Regions from separate parts of the Sus scrofa genome. Here all the other regions are linked to region 2. The links are chromatin contacts, called in public Hi-C and HiChIP or PLAC-seq maps. All regions are on one chromosome and are shown on one strand. Each heading gives the region's core, a stretch centred on a gene start, on an enhancer-like site or on the middle of the called end of the contact. The rest is flanking DNA. Distances are from core to core; before and after follow the strand shown. Region 1 holds the start of DCAF8 (DDB1 and CUL4 associated factor 8). Region 2 holds the start of LOC100157711 (sodium/potassium-transporting ATPase subunit alpha-4). Region 3 holds the start of PEX19 (peroxisomal biogenesis factor 19). Region 4 overlaps DCAF8 (DDB1 and CUL4 associated factor 8).

Evidence for each region. A called contact is a pair of places that touch in the nucleus more often than the background predicts. HiChIP or PLAC-seq counts read pairs in DNA pulled down with a chosen protein or histone mark.
Region 1: a contact with region 2 is called in an H3K27ac HiChIP or PLAC-seq map of skeletal muscle. The contact joins the promoter of DCAF8 here to the promoter of LOC100157711 in region 2. A contact is called at or near these places in 1 of 5 promoter capture datasets (fetal liver), 6 of 47 Hi-C or Micro-C datasets (embryonic fibroblasts, heart right ventricle, liver and 3 more) and 2 of 2 datasets of contacts at active chromatin or transcription factors (alveolar macrophages and skeletal muscle).
Region 3: a Hi-C map of subcutaneous adipose tissue shows a contact between it and region 2, with 1.7 times the contacts expected there. The contact joins the promoter of PEX19 here to the promoter of LOC100157711 in region 2. A contact is called at or near these places in 8 of 47 Hi-C or Micro-C datasets (embryonic fibroblasts, mesenteric adipose tissue, retroperitoneal adipose tissue and 2 more) and 2 of 2 datasets of contacts at active chromatin or transcription factors (alveolar macrophages and skeletal muscle).
Region 4: a contact with region 2 is called in an H3K27ac HiChIP or PLAC-seq map of skeletal muscle. The contact joins the enhancer-like site here to the promoter of LOC100157711 in region 2. A contact is called at or near these places in 6 of 47 Hi-C or Micro-C datasets (embryonic fibroblasts, heart right ventricle, liver and 3 more) and 2 of 2 datasets of contacts at active chromatin or transcription factors (alveolar macrophages and skeletal muscle).

What each region holds. Positions count from the first base shown.
Region 1 is chr4:90,213,388-90,216,337 of Sscrofa11.1, reverse strand. DCAF8 (DDB1 and CUL4 associated factor 8) reads right to left here and starts at 1,420. Exons shown (of 13, transcript NM_001244434.1): 1 at 1,265-1,420.
Region 2 is chr4:90,317,896-90,321,037 of Sscrofa11.1, reverse strand. LOC100157711 (sodium/potassium-transporting ATPase subunit alpha-4) reads left to right here and starts at 1,448. Exons shown (of 16, transcript XM_021089576.1): 1 at 1,448-1,687. The coding sequence starts at 1,463.
Region 3 is chr4:90,195,239-90,198,364 of Sscrofa11.1, reverse strand. It overlaps PEX19 (peroxisomal biogenesis factor 19), which reads right to left and starts at 1,327. Exons shown (of 8, transcript XM_021089574.1): 1 at 1,191-1,327. The coding sequence starts at 1,260.
Region 4 is chr4:90,236,433-90,239,538 of Sscrofa11.1, reverse strand. DCAF8 (DDB1 and CUL4 associated factor 8) reads right to left here. Exons shown (of 13, transcript NM_001244434.1): 4 at 1,834-1,974; 5 at 551-645. Among named protein-coding and RNA genes, the nearest start is that of DCAF8, 23 kb to the right of the region's middle. Within about 2 kb of position 1,353, at least 1 of the 83 cell types and tissues checked has an H3K27ac peak or open chromatin away from gene starts, as enhancers often do. A contact at or near this core is called in skeletal muscle, where this site is marked.

The DNA of each region.
Region 1 (2,950 bases), core at 171-2,670, 100 kb after region 2:
AAACGTAATTTAACCAGAGCTGGAACAAAGCCAAGAACAATACCCTAACTCCTTGGGAAATTGTGGTAGGAATTTTATAATTTTAGTGGTCAGCACTTGGGCACCAGGGTAGGGTCTGTCTTGGACTGAGGAATTTAAATGCCTTCAACTCCTACTCACCTTTCCTCCTTTATCACTGAAGTAGGGCCAGGCTGAGCTCCTGAGAAAATAGGCCTGTAGATTCACTGAAGGACTAAGAAAAGTTAAAGTTTAAATGGCAAGGGTGCCTCTTCAACTAAACATAATAAAAACATATTTATGAATACATGTTAGTACTTTTTTAGACCTCCTCAGGACTATTTAGAAGCACGGTAATTTATGACTACTGAACAAGTAACTTACGTAGTTACAGAAATTAAATGAACCAGGCAAGTAATCTCCCAGCTCCACTAAAACGTAAGTCATTTAAAAGGAAAACCTGAATCTTTTCAACGCCAACCCATAACCAAACCTCTCAACAAGCCACAGAGCAGGGGGAAATCCCGGAGAGAACGTGATAGCGCTAGTGCCGGTTTGTTTACAGAGACTCCAGCAACAATCATATGAGTCAGAAATTCAAGCCACTAGATGCTTTCCAACTAACAGGGACCAAATGGGACCGTTCTACGGTGCCCTGAAAGATTTAGGGGTGAAGGGAATTACATTACAAGGGTACAGGAACAGACGGCAACAACTGACTCCAGGGTTCTTGGACCTCGGCCTTCCGTACAAGGTGCTGGGCCCGAGAACTCGGGATGGGGGAGGGGGCACACAGCGCGGTGGCCCTGAGATGACGGGGAAGCGCAGGGCAAGCCGCGTCCCCCAATCTAAAGGGGAAAAGCGCACACAAATGGGTCACCCGACAAGGCAAGACGTCCCCGTGGATTGCGGGGCATGCTCCTGGGGGCAGCCGTGGGGCTGACCTGCGAAAAGGACAGCCACTCCTCCCGGCGGTGACTCGGGTCAGAAGGAGCAGACCTGAGCCCTGGGAGCTCGAGAAAGCAGTCAAACCTATCTTAAAGGGGAACGGGGCAAGGGGGAGGGGGCCAGGCCAAGCCGGAACGAGACACGGACCGGGTAGGTCAAAGGGGGGGGGTGTCCGGCTGGGGCAGTTACAAGCACGGGAGCCGGCGAGACTCTGCAGCCCGCTTCCCGTCTTGGGTCATCCTTCTGCCAGCGGCTGCTCCGACTGTTCCAGGCCCAGCCGCCCCGTCCACTGCCGCCACCAACGCCGCCGCCATCTTACACTGGCCAGCGGCCGCCACCACCACCGCCTCCGCTCTCTGCGCTTGCGCCTGCGCTGCCACGCTTTCCGGCCCCGTTTGCGACGATGTGCTGGAGAAGACTGAGGGAAAAGTGGTCGCGCGAGCTCTCGGCTCCCAACCCTCCACCGAGGACGCATAGGGGGCGGGCCTAAGCCCAACGGAAAACGGAGCGGGCGGCGCGTGCGCATTACTGAGAAGGCGAAGTTGTTTTTGTACTGTTTGGAAGACTTCACGATCCTCGTGATACTTAAATAGAGTTAAAGGCCTTTCAGAGTTGTGGTTTAAATCAACTTCATTTCTGACGGGTTTGCAGGCAAACTCCTGGGCGACCTTCATGTTTGCCCTGTTTCTGAACAAGCAGTTTTCTCCAGATTTCTTCTGAAAACTCCATTTCCTTTGAGGATCTTAAGTGCTTGCTTTACCCTCGAGACCCATTTACCGCCCCCCCCCGCCCCGCCCCGAGCTTCCATTTACCCATTTTTAAAGAAGGGATTTAGAAGCTTGAGGTGCAGCTAAGCTATTCAAGAAGCTCTTTGAAGGGGGGTAGTGTGTCGAAGGTTCCAAAGACTGGGACAGATGATGTACCCTCTGCTTGTCTGACATCTGAAGGAAGCATGCAGGAGGCCCCTGAAAAAGTTACTCCCAGTTGCCGGGCCAGGGGCGTTTTGCCCAGAAGGCTAGGGTGTGAGGCCCCTGGTAACCTCCTCTACCGCTAACCATCCTATTATGTCATTATATATTACTTAGACTATTGCAAGAGATGCCTAGCTGGTTTGTCCACTTCCATCATTGCCCTACTAGTTAAATAAAGGACCCAGAGTGACCTTTTAAAACGTAAGCCAGGTCATAGTATTATGCTCAAAACCTCCGAAAGCTTCTCATTGTACATTAAAAATCTAAATGATCAAGAGGTTTTCCGAGGAAGGCCCTACACGACATGGCACTTATTTCTCCGATTTCATTTCCTCCCATACTACCTAGCTCTGCTCTAGCCTTACTGGTCTTCTTCTTGTCACTACAACCAAAGCATGGACAGCCTGAGGGCTTTTGTACTTGTTCCCTCTTCTTGGAATGTTCATCTACGGTATTTTTTACTAGACTCATTCTGTCCATTTAATTACATCTCTACCCAAAGGCTACTTCCTCAATCAGCTTTTAACTATTCCAACTAAAATGGTATCCTGCACTACCATCCTTCTCTGTCCTCTAACTCTGTACTTTTTCATAATTTTTTTACCATAACATTTAATCTATTATTACATTTTTATGGGAGATTTTTTTTTTTTTGGACCATATCTGTGGCATATGGAGGTGCCCAAGCTGGGGTCGATTCAGAGCTTTAGCTGCCAACCATAGCCATAGCCACAGCAATGAGGGATCCAAGCTGTGTCTGCGACCTACACTACAGCTCACTGCAAGGCCAGATCTCTGACCCACTGAGCAAGGCCAGGGATCAAAGCCGAACCCTTATGGATACTAGTCAGATTTGTTTCCGTAGCACCACAGCAGGAACTCTGATAAGTATGTATTTGTAATCTAACTGTACTATTAGAATATAAGCTCTATAAGGGCAGGGACTATGTCTGTTTCATCTTTGTAACCCCAACACCCAAGAGGGCCAGAATACAAAGTAACTAATGCCCTACCATTCTTTCATTTATGCCACC
Region 2 (3,142 bases), core at 199-2,698:
AGAATTATTTCAAGCAAAGGACCTTAGGGGGCCCTTCATTTCCAGCACATGAGGGTCTTGCATCCTGTGTATGTGAAGTTCCCCTTCTGACTCAGGGGCCTTGCTGGTGGGAAGCACAGAGGCCCAGTAGTCATGGCCTATACCACCCAGCAGGGGGCAGACTGGCTCCAGCCAGCCAAGCAGGGAGGGAGCTCCAGGCAGAGCAGTTTCTCAAGCTCCACAAGGCTGACTTTTGGGCAGCGCTATTCTTTGAGGGAGGAGGAAAAGGGGGCCTGCCTGTGAGTTGCAGGCTGTTTGGCAGCATTCCTGCTCTCTCTCCACTAGGTGCCAGTAGCAACCCCTCCCACCACAGTTGCGACAAAAACCAAAAATGCGTCCAGACGTTGCCAACTGTCTCCTGGGGGGCAAATTGAGAACCACTGGGTTAGAGGATGAGGGAATATAGGATTCTAGCAGAAGGGGAGCCACTCTTCCTGGGGATCGAGAAGTGTCACTACTGAGGACAAGAGAAGAAACCTAAAGGCAACAGAGATATTCAGATGAAGAGTAAGGGGGACTTTCTTGGCAGTGAAGGCAGTTAGGCAATAAAACTGGGTCTCTCCAGAGAACTGTGAAATCTCTCCAGAGATTTTTCAGAATGGGAGCCCCTCATCTGTGTAAGTGAAATATAAAGAGAATAGAACATAAAAACCTCTCAGAGGACCTTGAGTTTCCACCTTGTTTCATTGCTCTTTAGTTAAAGTGTAGTTGATTTACAATATTGAGCCAATTTCTGTTGTACGGCAAAGCGCCCAGTCATACCCAGTCATATATATATACTTTTTCTAATATTATCTTCTTTTTTTTTTTTTTTTTTCTTTTGGTCTTTTTAGGGCCACACCCACAGCATATGGAAGTGCCCAGGCTAAGGGCTGAATGGGAGCTGTAGCCTCTGGCCACAGCCACAGCCACAGCCATGCCAGACAGATCCAAGCCATGTCTGCAACCTACACCACAGCTCACAGCCACGCCAGATCCTTAACCCACAAAGCGAGGCCAGAGATCGAACCTGCATCCTCACTGATACTAGTCAGATTCATTTCTGCTGAGCCATCACGGGAACTCCTCTAATATTCTCATAGTCTATCCCAAGAGATTGGATATGGTTTCCTGTGCTGTAGGCAGGACCTCATTGCTTATCCATTCTAAATGTAATAGTTTGCATCTACTAACCCCAAACTCCCCGTCCATCCCTCCCCCTGCCCCCCCCCCCGCCCCTGGGCAACCACATGTCTGTTCTCCACGTCTATGAGTCTGATTCTGTTTTGTAGAGAGGTTCATTTGCGTCCACCTTGTTTTTGACCATTGACAGTTTTCTCTTCATAGGAACCAAACCCCACAGCCTTCCCAATTCAGACTATCCCCTTCGTCACCCACAGGAACCGCCCGGGGCCTCGTGATCGCTACAGGGGATGCCACCGTGATGGGCCGCATCGCCTCACTGACATCAGGCCTGAAGGTGGGCCAGACCCCCATTGCTGCTGAGATCGAACACTTCATCCATCTGATCACAGCCGTGGCAGTCTTCCTCGGTGTCACTTTCTTTGGGCTCTCACTCATCTTGGGCTACACCTGGCTGGAGGCTGTCATTTTTCTTATTGGCATCATTGTGGCAAATGTGCCTGAGGGGCTGCTGGCCACCGTCACGGTGAGTAGCCGGGGTGGAGGGTGGCCCCAGAGCAGACCAACTACCTCACGGAAATGAAACCGCTAGTACCTCCCTTGTGGTTGAACCTCTCAAGTGCAGAATACTCCAACACCATGCATGGGGTGGGGGGCAAACCCCTTAGCTCCCAAAGGACTGTGACTGCCTCAACCCCTTTCCTCCTTAATGAGAAAAGAAGTGAGTTACAATGCAGAAAGTGTTAGATTATAAATCACAGGAGCGAGTTCCGGTCCAGAGTGTACTGGTTGGTGAACCTGGACAATTCTCTTCACTCCAGGCCTCTGTTTATTCATCTGTTTATAGAGAAAGATGAATTTAGAAGTATGGACTCTCGGAGTTCCCGTCGTGGCTCAGTGGTTAACAAATCCGACTAGGAACCATGAGGTTTCAGGTTTGATCCTTGGCCTTGCTCAGTGGGTTAAGGATCCGGCATTGCCGTGAGCTGTGCTGTAGACTCGGCTTGGATCTGGTGTTGCTGTGGCTGTGGTATAGGCCGGCAGCTACAACTCCGATTAGACCCTTAGCCTGGGAACCTCCATGTCCCGTGGGTGCAGCCCTAGAAAAGGCAAACACACACACACACACACACAAAGTATGGACTCTTACTGGAAAGGACTTCAAAGCCCATTAAATTCATACTTTCAAGGAGTTCCTGTTGTGGCTCAGCGGTAACAAACCCAACTAGCATCCGAGATGATGCAGGTTTGATTCCTGGCCTCACTCAGTGGGTTAAGGATCCAGTGTTGCCATGAGCTGTGGTGTAGGTCGCAGATGTGCCTCAGATCTGGTGTTGCTGTGGCTGTGGTGTAGGCCAGCAGCTGCAGCTCCAATTTGACCCCTAACCTGGGACCTTCCATATGCTGACGGTGCGGCCATAAAAAGAAAAAAAAAAAAAAGAAAAGAAAAAGAAAAAAACAAACTCCACTTCTCAACATGGGGAATATCCTTGTACAAAATCTGCAGCAGGCAATGATGATTTCCAGTAGTGGGAAGTCCGCCCCTTTTTGTGTCATCTCATTTCATTGTTAGATTGCTCTAGTTAGAGTTCATTATGTTGAGCAGACATATGATTCCCCATTTGGTCCCAGTTTTCCCATCTGAAGAAACACAAGATGAGTCACTTCTGTCTCTTCCATAACCACCCTTTGGATTTTTTACAGTAGTCATTACATCCCTCAAACTCTCCAGGTGGGAGGTCAAACGGTGCCTTCTCCCTTAACCCTGCTTCCTGTGACTTGATCTTCAGACCCCTGTCTTGCTGATCACCTGTTTGGGGGATTGCTCTCCTTTACCAAATCCTCTTAAAATGGAAATGAGAGCAATACTCCGGGTGTGGTTGGACCAATACAAAGACATCAGGACTTGGTATCATGTAAATAAGTAGTAACTCCTTCATTAGAATTCTGAACATCAGAATTCCCATTGTGGCACAGTGGA
Region 3 (3,126 bases), core at 78-2,577, 120 kb after region 2:
TTAGGAGAAGAGTTAAAAGATTTGCAGAGACACCTCCACCGACACAGTGCCTTCTCTGCCATACTTTAATGATTCCCTAGAAATCCCATGCAAATATCCAAGGGAGGCAGAGACCAGATGTCCTTAACCCTCTGAACTCACTCTGGAGCCCTCAAGGGAGTAATCTTGGGCAAGAGAGCAGAAGCCACAAGATGTTTCACCTAGCTTCGCATAGGTCCTTGTACAAGCTGAGAGACTCCATATTACACACCATTGGAGGGCACTGAATTCTCTTCTTTTATCTTTCAATTTAGCTCTCCCTCTCCAAAGCTCCTAGAGCTCCCTTTGGCCTCATCTCTGCCTACACCCGTGTCTGCCAATTCACACAGTCGCCTGGCACTTCTCACCGTTTCTGTTCGTCTTTCCACCTGCTCACATCTCTGTGACTCAGCAAGAGACAAAAAATATTCACCTCTTCCCTGAAAAGCCTGTGTCCTCACCATCACCCTGCTTGCCAGGCCTAGGGGTAGGGCACTGGCCCCACTCTGGGCAAGAAACCAAAAGAGGAGTGGTGGATGGGGCTAAGGAAGAAAAGTTCCGCCACCCACTTTCGAGAGGGTGAACTGCCTTCCCCTGAGGCAGTCTCACTCTGGTTCTCAAATTAAAGAGATAGGAATGGGTTTGAGCTCTGAAATGATGAAAAAATTGGAAAGGAGCCTGGTGCGAAAAAGGTCTGGGAAAAGGAAAAGACGTGTCTTTTGTGTTAAGGAGGACAGGATACTGCACATAAAGGCACGCTTCGGGCTTGCTAAGAGTTAATGGAGGCAATCCCATGGGTGTCCAGTTCTCTGCCCACCGAGCACCGAATGTGGTTGCTGGCGGGAAGAAAGTTAGGCTTCCAAGAACTTACTAAAGTAGGGGGAGTTTGGAGCGGGATCCCGAAACATCGTCCTCTGGACTAGTTTCCCTTCCGGCAAGGAGATCAACCGTCTAGGCCGCACAGGGACGCAAATGCGATCCTCAGCCTCCGCCAAGGAGGAAGGAGAGGGTGACCTAGAGATTTTCTAGGGGGTCGCAGTCAGACCCTCCGCCCCCGCCCAACCTCTGAAGAGCCTCTCCCGCTCCGCCTCCTTTATCTCGGATTCACTTGGCCCCCTGAATGCGTCCTCACACCTCCCGCCCTTCAGGCCTTTTCTATTACGGGTTCTTACTTTCCAGAAGCTCTTCCAATTCCCGGTCCGCTTCAGCCCCAACACCACCACCCTCCCCAGCGGCGGCCATCTTGCCACCTCCGACTTGCCGTAGGAGGCGGGACTGCGCGGCGCCGTGCGCCCCCCAGTTCCTGCCCCCCTGCCTCGTGCAACCAATGATATTGTTGGCCCGAGGGGCCGCCATTTTTAAAGGTACAGGAACCTTTGTTTTTGTTTGGGGTTCCCCTCTCCCCGCCTCTTTCTCCGGGAACACTGAACCAACAGAGGGGAATTTACTGTTATCTTCTGTCAGGGTTTTTACTGGCCCGGCCTCCTTTCTTTCAACTGCCCACATTACCTACAGAATTGGGCCTTTCATTATTTTTTTGAGCTGCGGGTAGGTCGACTGGGACAAATTGCGTGCAAACTAAAAGCTATGCATGTATAATCAGTAAGACAGTTATGGCACAGCCAATATGCTATTTTCCTCTCACTTTCTTCAGTATGTTACTGAAATGCCACCTTCTCGGAAATGCCTTCTTTGGCCTCATTAAATAAAATTGCAACCCCTCCCATACACTTACAGATGCTTCCTCTCTACTTCGCCTCTTTTTTTCAACACTTAACCACTATCTGACATATTACATATTTTACTGATTTATCTTTATTGTCTCTCCCCCAGGCTCCTTGGAATTAAAGCACCATGACAGAAAGGATTTCATCTCTTGTCTTCACTGCTGTAACCCCGGCTCCTTGGCTAGGGCCCAAAACTTAGTGGGCACTCATTGGCTGCTCTTTGCTCTCCAAGGCTCTAGTGAGGCATGCTTCTCTGCAGAATCTAGTGGATAGCTCTCATTTTGTATTCTCCATTAGAAATGTCACAAGAACTTAGAACCCAATGTTAGTTGAACCAGGGAGTAAGTGACTCTCGGACCTTGGACTTAAGTGAAGAGGGCAACTGGAATGCAGTAGTAATAAACCTGCCTTCTTTGACCTATTGTCTTTTCTCTTCACAGGACTCAACCCAATGAAGTTGGGGGATGCTCAGATAAAAGACAACTCCAGACTTCCCTTCCCTCCTCTGGAATTGTTCTATTCAGATTTGTCAGAATGCATCAACTGCCTCAGGAAAACCTATTTTAGCACTTACAAGGCATCTACTCTTGTTTAAGATCCTGTGCTAGGAGTTCCCTGGTGGTCTAGTGGTTAAAGATTTGGTGTTGTCACTGCTGTGACTCCGGTTCAATCCCTGGCCTGGGAATTTATGCATGCTGCGGGTGTAGCAAAAATATTTTTTTTTTTGTCTTTTTGTCTTTTCTAGGGCTGCACCCGCAGCATATGGAGGTTCCCAGGCTAGGGGTCTAATCAGAGCTGTAGCCGCCAGCCTACGCCAGAGCCACAGCAACGTGGGTGGGATCCGAGCCACATCTGTGACCTACACCACGGCTCATGGCAACGCCGGATCCTTGACCCACTGAGTGAGGCCAGGAATTGAACCCTCAACCTCATGGTTCCTAATTGGATTCGTTAATCACTGAGCCACGACGGGGAACTCCAAAAAAAATAAAAAACATTTTAAAAAATCCTGCGCTGGGCATAGTGGAGGATGGAGAGATAAGTCAAGCTGCACTCTTGCAGTAAAGCAGTTGACTGGGGATTAGGCTGGTGGTAGGATTAGACATACACAGTAAGTATGGTGCAAGGTTAAGTGTCTTAAAAGAAGTAAGGATAAAGTACCATAAAGTTTAAAAGGGAGAAGTCACATCTAATTGAAAAAAGTCACTTCATGACTTTCATCCTTAGCTTTCTAAACACACGCTTGAGTACTGCATCAAGCACCAGATTAGGTACTTACTTTTTCCTTGACATATAGAGCAGACTTTAAAAGTCACACCTGTGCAAAATTTACTGTATTCTTCCACGTGCCAGTCTGTGACTTGAGGGAAAACACTCTGAA
Region 4 (3,106 bases), core at 104-2,603, 81 kb after region 2:
TTGTGGGGAAGCTGAGTGTCACCTAAGTGAATGGAGAGTGGAAGAACATCCAGTTATTAGAGCCCACACATAAGAAGATAACTGAACCCTTCCTTCATTAGAAGTGAAGATACGCTGAATAGTATTTTACTATTGAGAACAGACAACAACAAAGAAGGAATTCCCCTAAACCTTAATCTGCTTATCATAATCACAAAAGAGGTATTCTTTTTTTTAAGGGCCATACCCACAGCACGTGGAAGTTCCCAGGGTAGGGGAACTGCAGCTGCCGGCCTAAGCCACAGCCACAGCCACAGCAACGCGGGACCCAAGACACGTCTGGGAACTACACCACAGCTCCTGGCAACACCAGATCCTTAACCCACTGAGCGAGGCCAGGGATCGAACCAGCATCCTCATGGTTTTTAGTTGGATTTGTTTCTGCTGAGCCACAGTCGAACTTCCACAAAAGAACTATTCTGATGAACTAGAGAGTTATTACCTAGGACACATGGAATATTTTCAAGGCCAAGAGATTCAATTCTGTAGAAAATACTAATGTTATACTTACGAAGCTGGCCGGTCTTGTCTAAGGTCAATGGTAAAGACAACTGCATCTTCACCTGCAGACAGGAACGTACAGGGAGAGTCTGGTTCCAGGGCCAACTGAAAGAGAAAAAAGGAACAGTTGGAGTTCCCATCATGGTGCAACAGCAATGAATCTGACTAGGAACCATGAGGTGGTGGGTTCGATTCCTGGCCTTGCTCAGTGGGTTAAGGATCGGTGTTGCCGTGACTGTGGTGTAGGCCACAGATGTGGCTTGGATCCAGCATTGCTGGCAGCTGGGAACCTCCATATGCCACAGATGTGGCCCTAAAAAGCAAAAAAAAAAAGTCTCAGCCAGAGAAATGCCTACCTCTTTTGTTGTAAAATCCCAGGAAAGAAGATAATTTAATAAATTAATTCTTACTCTGTATGTGAATTATTTACAGCTTGTTTATTTTATACAAGGCAAAAGGACAGATGATTTTCTCTTTTAACTAAGTCCCCAAGGGATATATAAAGAGTGATACCAAAAGAAAACAATGACATTAGGGCTCATTCTCAAAATCAATTCCATATACTAGGGATGGGGGAGAAATGGCACCCAACTTTTATTCCTCGCATCTTAGTTCGAAAAATTAGTTATCTACTGTGTTGGGGGTAGTCTCAAGAATCAAATAGGTAATTTTCATATTTCCTGAGCCATGTGGGCAAGAAAAGCATACTCCAGGTCCACCTATATAGTTGCTTAGGGTTGTAAACAGAGGGGATCATCCTCCTTCCATGGCGTGAAAGAAAACAGTGCCTACTTGGAGATAAGGCAGTTGCTGGCTCCTCACTGGCTGCCATGACTATTTGGCCTATATTCCTGCTCTAAATAGGCTTCCAGAAATAGTGCTGTTTATGCACTGAGAGTTGTGAGCAGAAAAGTTGAAGCTCTCACATATGAGAAGTCAACAGCTAGCACCTTGGAGCTGTTAAAATGTTCTAAATACAGAGTAAATTTTAAAGGCTTGGAAGGCATTGGAGACCTCAAGGATCTCCAAATCAACTATGGCTCAGCTTGGGAGTCAGGTATCATCAGGTGAATGCTCCATGTGCAAGATATAGACATCTCTCAAATACATGCCTTCTGAGAAGTTTAGGGTAGCTGCTTTTTCTCCCATCTTACCTACAAATCTTAGGACTGAAAGAAGTGAGGCAGGTGACCCCAACAAAGGGACACAATGTACAGATACTGACTGGAGGGCCTTGGCGGAGACTCACAGAGAAGCGGAACTGCACAATCTTCGCAGACAGGGCTTACTTACTTTGTGGGATGCTCCCTTGTGCTGTGCCACACGCTTCGTATTCTTGCAGCACTGTGTAGCAGACAACTCTGCTACCCGAACCTGCCCATCACGGGCACACATGGCCAGGGTAGAATCACCACTGTTAGGAAGGAACTTGGCCTGGGATATTAAGAATAAAAGAAAGTACAAGAGAAATAAAAGCACATTTGAGAGGGAAAAGTGTGATGACCACCCCAAATCTCCCCCTGTTGCTGCACGATAGCTGGAAACTTAAGACCTCCTACTCTTTTATAATTGGCTCAAGTCCAATTTCGTCCAAGGGATAAAGGAGAGGAAGAGAAAAAAACTTCTGATATAAGAAAGCACTTCTGTTGATTCCAAAAGGTTGAACTGGTACAGGGTAAGTGCTCAGGTAAACTAAGACTATACCTACTAGGAAAGAAAAGGAAAAAAAGAGAAAAATCTTCCTTGATTCAGAAAGTAAACAAATTTTCTACAAAGAAAAAGGAAACTAGAGGGGATACTGGAGAAGGAAAGAAACCATGCTTAGGGATAAATAGCTAGACTATATGATAGATGGGGCTGATAAGTAAAACCTCCAGAGAATAACAATGTCAACTAATATTTATCAAATGTTTGTTAAGTACCAGACATGGTTCTAACTGCTTAGCTTCTATTGTTATTTAATCCTCATAACCCTCTTTTTTTTTTTTTTTTAAATGGCCACACCAGAGGCATAGGGAAGCTCCTGGGCCAAAAACTGAATCCAAGTCACAGCTGCAGCAATGCTGGATCCTTTAACCCACTGCATCATGTCAGGGTCCAAATCCGGGCCTCTGCAGGGACCCAAACTACTGCAGTAGGACTCTTCACCCTCTGTGCCAGAGCAGGAACTCCATCACAACCCTCTGTGTTATTAGCCCCATATTATATAGTTAAAGAAACTGAAGACAGAGATTAAATAAATGTACCCAAGATCACACCTCTAGTAAGGAGTTGGGCCAAGATTTAAACTCAAGTAGTCTGGCTCAAAAACCTCTGCTCTTACACTATATCCCTCCTAAGCAGGGCATTTAGTAACTTCCTAACGATTTCCAAGCACCCTATTATAATGAGGCTTGCAATACTCTATGTGCTCAAGGAAATAAAAGGCTGCCATGGGTCTTTCAGTGTATTTAGTTCCTCTAACTCATTATGGGGCCAAAGTAGGACCAAGCCCTGATATCTAATTCCTACCACAACTTGCTGCCACTCCTACTCCAGTTAGCAGCTCAGGTTTGTCTAACACATG